2 separate regions of the Mus musculus genome follow, and region 1 is linked to region 2. Evidence: chromatin contacts called from public ChIA-PET data. All regions are on one chromosome and are shown on one strand. The core of a region is the stretch at or near the end of the contact, and the rest is flanking DNA. Distances in the headings are between cores, read along the strand shown. Region 1 overlaps P2rx3 (purinergic receptor P2X, ligand-gated ion channel, 3). Region 2 has its middle 8.0 kb from the start of Tfpi.

What was found. ChIA-PET counts read pairs in DNA pulled down with a chosen protein or histone mark.
Region 1: a contact with region 2 is called in an RNA polymerase II ChIA-PET map of memory CD8 T cells, with 8 read pairs. The contact joins two enhancer-like sites. A contact is called at or near these places in 1 of 484 Hi-C or Micro-C datasets (cortical neurons), 2 of 115 datasets of contacts at active chromatin or transcription factors (memory CD8 T cells and thymic regulatory T cells) and 1 of 9 other capture datasets (adipose tissue).

The regions. Positions count from the first base shown.
Region 1 is chr2:85,012,362-85,015,759 of GRCm38.p6, reverse strand. All of the region lies in intron 8 of P2rx3 (purinergic receptor P2X, ligand-gated ion channel, 3), which reads left to right. Among named protein-coding and RNA genes, the nearest start is that of P2rx3, 22 kb to the left of the region's middle. Within about 2 kb of position 1,614, at least 39 of the 459 cell types and tissues checked have an H3K27ac peak or open chromatin away from gene starts, as enhancers often do. A contact at or near this core is called in memory CD8 T cells, where this site is marked.
Region 2 is chr2:84,480,634-84,483,803 of GRCm38.p6, reverse strand. No RefSeq gene overlaps it. Among named protein-coding and RNA genes, the nearest start is that of Tfpi, 8.0 kb to the right of the region's middle. Within about 2 kb of position 1,718, at least 73 of the 459 cell types and tissues checked have an H3K27ac peak or open chromatin away from gene starts, as enhancers often do. A contact at or near this core is called in memory CD8 T cells, where this site is marked.

The DNA of each region.
Region 1 (3,398 bases), core at 365-2,864, 530 kb before region 2:
CAGCTCTTTGCTTGCAGAATCATTGATTTTGAGATTGTCTAGGTGTTAAAAGATCCATTGGGCACTTCTAGACAAAGCTGTCCTCTTTCAGAGAGGAAACAGGAGCTCTGAGGGAGAAGTGATTTGTCTGAGATTGTGAGAGCAACTTAGTATATATAGCCTTAGAGGTCATTCTATCCTTGCTCCCGCATCTGTCTTCCTAAGACATAATCCCAAGCACAAGGATACTTCATACGGTCACCTGTTTGTAATGAGCCAGGTCCAGTTACTGGCAAAGTAGCCTTGGGGGTGCATCTCCCTTCAATCCTTACCTAACGTGCTTGGTTCTATCCATCTATACTATCCATCTATATTAATTTTTGTATGTTCACTAAAGGCTTTTGTTCTTTCTCCACCTGCAATTTGGTGGAGAGAATTTTCACTCCTTGGTTTGCCTATTCCCCATAGGTAAATATTCTAATTATCCCTCAATATAATGTTTTCAAAGCTTTTTTCCAAGCATATTGAGAATGCAGTTGCTAGGGTTGTCTGGATTTGTGGTGGACAAAGTGCAGCTGTATCTAAAAATAAAACCTAGCAGTTCAACAATGCAGATAAAAGACCCCCAGGAGGTGGCATCCCGTAGCTTAAACACAGGACTGAGAAGTGGGTCTTGCAGCTCAGGTAGACACTCAGTTCACCGGTACAGGGTTTTAAGATGGGCTCCTTGTTGTAATTGTGTGAGCACAGAGAGCATGTGAGGGCATTAATGTGTTCGTTAGCCACTGAATGTGGCTAAGTCTGAGTGAGAGCAAGTCAGTGTGTGTGTGTGTGTGTGTGTGTGTGTGTGTGTGTGTGTGTGTAGGCACTGATGGTTTAATGACAGATTTATAACACTGTATCTATCAGGGATTCGGCAGGAAGCAGATGGCAGTTTCAAATTGGGTAATTCGAGGAGAGCTTAATAAAGGGGCTGATCTGAAAGTGTGGGCAGAGTGCAGGGAAATTACAGGCCCCAAAGATAGGACATGGGTCTACAGGGCAGAGGACAGAAGGCAGGGGCTGGAACTAAAGTCACATGGGCATGTGAGGAGAGGGGAAGCCCCGCCAGCATCCAGAACAGAGACAAAGCAGTGCACCAAGTCAGGGAGAAGCTTGAACCAGAAGGTACATATGAGATCTAGTCCAAGTCCCTCTACTACCAGGTGGAGGCTGCTAATCCCTTTATACTGTTGCTCAAAGTGTGAACCATTGCCCAGTAAAAGAACAGGCACTCACAGACATAAGCAATTTTTTTCTTAAAAGCCATTTTATCTACAAATATAGATTTTCTTTTCTTTAAGATTATTTATTTTATGAGTACACTGTAGCTGTCTTCAAACACGCCAGAAGAGGGCATCTGATCCTATTATAGATTCCTGTGAGCCATCTTGTGGTGGCTGGGAATTGAACTCAGGACCTCTGGAAGAGCAGCAGCAGTCAGTTCTCTTAACCATTGAGCCATATCTCTGGCCCCCAAATATACATTTCCTTAAAAGATACTCTTTTTTAGACTAGAGACGTAGCTCAGTGGTAGACCACTTTCTTAGCATGCCCAAGGCTGTGGTTCTGAGGTCAGTCCCTAGCATGTCACTAAAAGATATTTGTCTGCAAATATAAGACTCACAGGAAGTAGTGACATGGGCCCCCTTTCTCTCATATAGTTCTGTTACCCTCACAGGAAATTAGCATCCTAGATGGGGGCAGGTAGGTCCTTCCAGCTCCGTATACATTTGTACATATGCAATCTAAAATTCCATGTCTTTGAAGACCTCAAAAGCTCACCTCTGTTCCTTATGTTAAGAGCCCTGAACGGTGAACCTGTGAAACCCTTTCTTTCACACCTGTGCTTCTGACCTCATTCACAGATCACCACACCCTCCCACGCAGAAAGGTTTTGAAACTTGTCAGAAATGACCCACCTTCACCAAGGCTCAAAGCCAGAGTCTTGGTCTGTATTCATTCCTTCTAACTTACCTTCAACTATTATGACTTGCCAACAACACACAAATGTAGTAACTGTAAGATTACAGTGCTGATTAGTAGGGGGAAAGCAGAAGCACTTTTTAAAACTCCTTCACCTTTAGTAAAGAATTTTTTTTTAATTCACTTTACATCCCACTCACTTTCCCCCTCTCCGTTACCCCCTCCCACATTCCTCCCCCCCCTCCATCCTCCCTCCTCTTCTCCTCCAAGAGATTGGGGCCCTTTGGATATCCCTGCACCCTGTCACATCAAATCTTTGCAAGGCTAGGCACATCCTCTCCCACTGAGGCCCGGCAAGGCAGCCCAGCTAGAAGAACATATCCCATGGACAGGCAACAGCTTTGGGGATAGCCCCAGCTGCAGTTATTCAGGACCTACATGAAGACCAAGCTGCACATCTGCTACATATGTGCAGGCAATGATCCAGCCTGTGTAAGTTCTTTGGTCAGTAGTTCTGTCTCTGAGGACTCCAAGGGTCCAGGTTAGTTGACTCTGTTGGTTGTTCTGTGGAGTTCCTATCCTGTTTGGGGCCCACAATCCTTCCCTTATTCTTCCATAAGAGTCCCCAAGCTCCATCTACGAACAGAAGCACTTTTCATGATGTCTGGTTTCTCAGTTTCCCTCTAAGAGTTCCTAAGACAGCATTGCTCCGAAAAGGCAGCTCAATTTTGGATTTCCTCTCTTGGTGTCTGGGACAAAAAAAAAAAAAAAAAAAAAAAAAGGCCTGTTCATCTGCTAGCTGTTCCTCGCGTGCTAGGTGTTTCCAGCAGGCGCTCTGTGTTGGAAACGCACCCACAGCAGCTTTCTCAAAACGCAGAGTTGGCCTGGTTCCGCTACCATATCACAGCGTGCAGATCACTGAGCTCCTCGGCCAACTGAAAGAGTCAGAGCTGAAGTGGGCCCTGGCGCTCGTCACTTCTCTACAGTCTGCATTTCCCCTCCTCCTTCCAAATGCCACAGGACATGTGTCTTTAAAGGCAGCCACTTCAGTCCTTTTCACAGAAAACCATACCGTTGGAAGGCCTCTTCCGTGGGGTATGTTTTTTTGTCGCCATGATCCTTTTCGCTCCTCACCATCCTGTGGTAGTAATGAGAGGGCCAGTGGTCCTGGGTGGACCCAGCCTTTTCTAATGTGTGTTTCCATCCTGTCAGCACAGCAACTGATGTTGTTAGTAGAAAATAGGATCGAAAACTTTTTGAGTGCTGACCAAGGAACTAAGAGGGTTATCTTCTCACCTCTGAGGAACTCTGGGCCTCAGAGTCTCCTTTATCTAGCCAAGGCCACATACCTTATATAGTGCCAGAGAAGGTATTCAAAGACTGGGCCGCTGGCCTCACAACCTACACTTGCAGCTACAGATAACATAGCAGGACCAGTAAGGTTGCCTCCCACG
Region 2 (3,170 bases), core at 469-2,968:
ATCTGATATGTGACCACCCCCCCCAAGGGGGCTCAGCCCACAGGGTTTTCAACACTTCAGCATGGAAGAGACATCTTACCTCTCACACTTTATTATGAGAGTCAGCCTTCCCTGTACCGAGGAAGCAGGAAAGTGAACAGGATCTAGATTCATGGTCTTTGACTCATCCACCCTTCAGGTTACCCTGTATGAGGCTCAGAGAGAATAAACACACTACCACGAAATTATATCCTTATTTTGGTCATAACACAGGGTTTGTTATTTAAACCGATCTTATTTATGTAACTCCCCAATCATCTCTCCCATCTTCCCAACTTGGAGCTAGGGTTTGTTCTGTTTTCACTCCTGCCCCGAGGCAACCTTGCCGCTGAATTCAGCACCTCTGCATTCTGAACTCTGAAAACACACACACACACACACACACACACACACACACGCACGCACGCACACGCACATGCACACGCACACACACACACACGCACACACACACACACACACACACACGCACACACACATCAAAGCAAAGCAAAACTTTACAACAGCATTGAGAGCTGGGTTTGACTATCCTCATTTTAGAGTTTGGGGGCCAGAGACTAGAGAGGTGATATGCTTTGTCTAGGTCACAAAGCAAACTGGGGAAACTAGGATGGTCTCTTGGGGATGTTTGATTCTGGGTTGGCATTCTAGAGGGCGAAGACTTTCCCATGATTTCTAGAGTCCTTTTTGCCCCAAAGGTCTCTGCTGCCCTCTCTCTACCTCTTTCTGTAGTTGTGATCCTGTGAAAAGCTATTTCAAGAGTCGTGCTTTCTCCTCTGGAAGTTTTAAGGTTCAAATAGACTCTATACTTCTTGGTATTTTACAGACTCACCCCCCCAGCCCATTCCAGAGCACCGAGCAAATTGTAGGGATTAGAAAATATTCTAATGGATTAATATTTAAAAGTGGTGCCCTGATGGGAGTGTTCAGAGCCGTCTAAGCAATGGCTGAAGCAATGCTTCTCAGTGTATTCCTGTAGTCCCATGGGTGGCTCAGAACAACTCCTTAACAAAGAGCTGCCCAGCCTCCTTTACATTTTATTTACATTCCACTGTACATTCTATCAGGCAGACAGGATAGGATGCTAAGGTCTCCTGATTCACACTCACCCTCATTTTGGGAAGAAGATTTATTCCAGTCAAACACCATGCTAGATGCTGAGATAGAATTAATTAAGGTTTACATTTAACAGTAAGATGTGTATCTGAGGTTTAAACCCAGAATTATGCCATTTGTAATAATTTTTTCTTTAAAAATTTATAAGCCGGGCATGGTGGCAGATGGCTCAGTGGTTAAGAGCACCGACTGCTCTTCCAGAGGTCCTGAGTTCAAATCCTAGCAACCACATGGTGGCTCACAACCATCTGTAATGAGATCTGACGCCCTCTTCTGGTGCATCTGAAGACAGCTACAGTGTACTTAGATATAATAATAAATAAATCTTAAAAAAAAAAAGGTCTGGATTTAGACTGGCCTGGCTGAACATGCTTTAAAAAATTATAATATGTATTTTATTTTTAAATTGTGTGTGTGTGCACAATAAAGTCTTGGTTTCTGGAAGTCTTTAGTTTCTGGAAGTCTTTAAAGTTATAACAGCAAAATTAAGTGCTCTGGCTTGAGATGTATTCGTGCAAAACTACACTTCCCAGCTTCCCTTGTGGACTGCAGAAGTCATTTCCTGTGTGTGTGTGTGTGTGTGTGTGGGGGGGTCCCTGCAAGCGTCACTGCCGGCAGGAAACTGATGTGACTGAAAACCAATTCATCGTCGTTTTAAGCATGCACCAGCTCAAAAAGTCCCAGCGTCTGATCTCATGATTTATTTTTTATACAGGTTTAAACACAGTAAAACTTTGGAGAAAATCTCCACGTGACAATTATCACAACAAAGCTTCAGGGATGGCTACTTGGAAACTCCCTTGCAAAGTAGCAAAGCACCTGCGACCTTCACAATAAATCATGAGGATAGATTCTATTGATGCAGGATGCAAAGTTCATGAGACCTTTTTATAAAGAGTGTTCTCTTCACTGAGAGAATCAGCATTGGGGCCTAAACGATACTCAGGATTTGGTGGTTGTGGTGGGGACCCTGGACCCTGCTATGGGTTTCAAATTCTCCATTCCAAAGTACCCAGCTAGGCTCCATTTAGTTAACTTCATACCTAGCTCATTTGTTCAACTCTCATCCAAATTTGGCCTCAATATACACTGGACAACTGGCTACTGCTGGCCCAAAGCCTTTCGATTTCTAATACCTAAACTGATTAGGATAATTCCACAAGACAGAAGAACGCTACCGTGGCTTGAGGCACCTCCCCCATCCAACATACAGTTCACTTTAATCTTACTCAAGGCTCTGGCTTACAAACACGCTCAGGACTTGCATGCCTTCCATCTTGGCTGGTGACTTGGGCTCACTTTGGAGTAAATAACAACTGTGTGGCCTGTAGGCATCTTGGTCAATGAAACAAAGAAATAAAAAGGTAGCGAAAGGACATGTCTGCTCCTAGGGACAGCGGTGCAGAAAGCTTATTACAGATATGTGGGAGAGCATAGACAGGCAGACACACCTGGGAGAGTCTAGAGTGGTCATGATCTTGAACCATGTGGGGAGAAGCAGAGGGGAAGAGAGTGAAGGGAACCAAGTGAGGTAGCCAGTAGGCTAAAAGAACAGGAGGAGCAAAAGAGGTAAACAAAATGTCTGGATTATACAGGAAAGAGGCTCTGGGGGGAAGGGCAGCCCAGCCCCCCTGGGCTGGAGAGCTCAGGGTAGAAGACAGGATCTTCCAGCTGTACCCTCTAACAGGTAGGGACTCAGAGATGCTCAAAGAACCTGGAGGCCAGGTATGCTTTGATATGTTAAATAGACCCCTCAGTTTCTGGTCTTGGGCTTGAAACTTAACAAGATCCTAACAACTATATGGCTTGTCTGGTGATCTCATCAGGATGGAAGCACCAACTTGGATTAAGGTGACTAAAAAAGTATCCCTCTGCTTATCACTGTATTCCATTTTTAGACTAAAGAAGCAATACCAGGCTACTAAGATGGTTTGTTTTAAAACTGGATCATATAAGAACTATGATGGCTATATCTTTGTCAAGCTTAAGCTATTTTAGATGAGTCATATTAAAAAAAA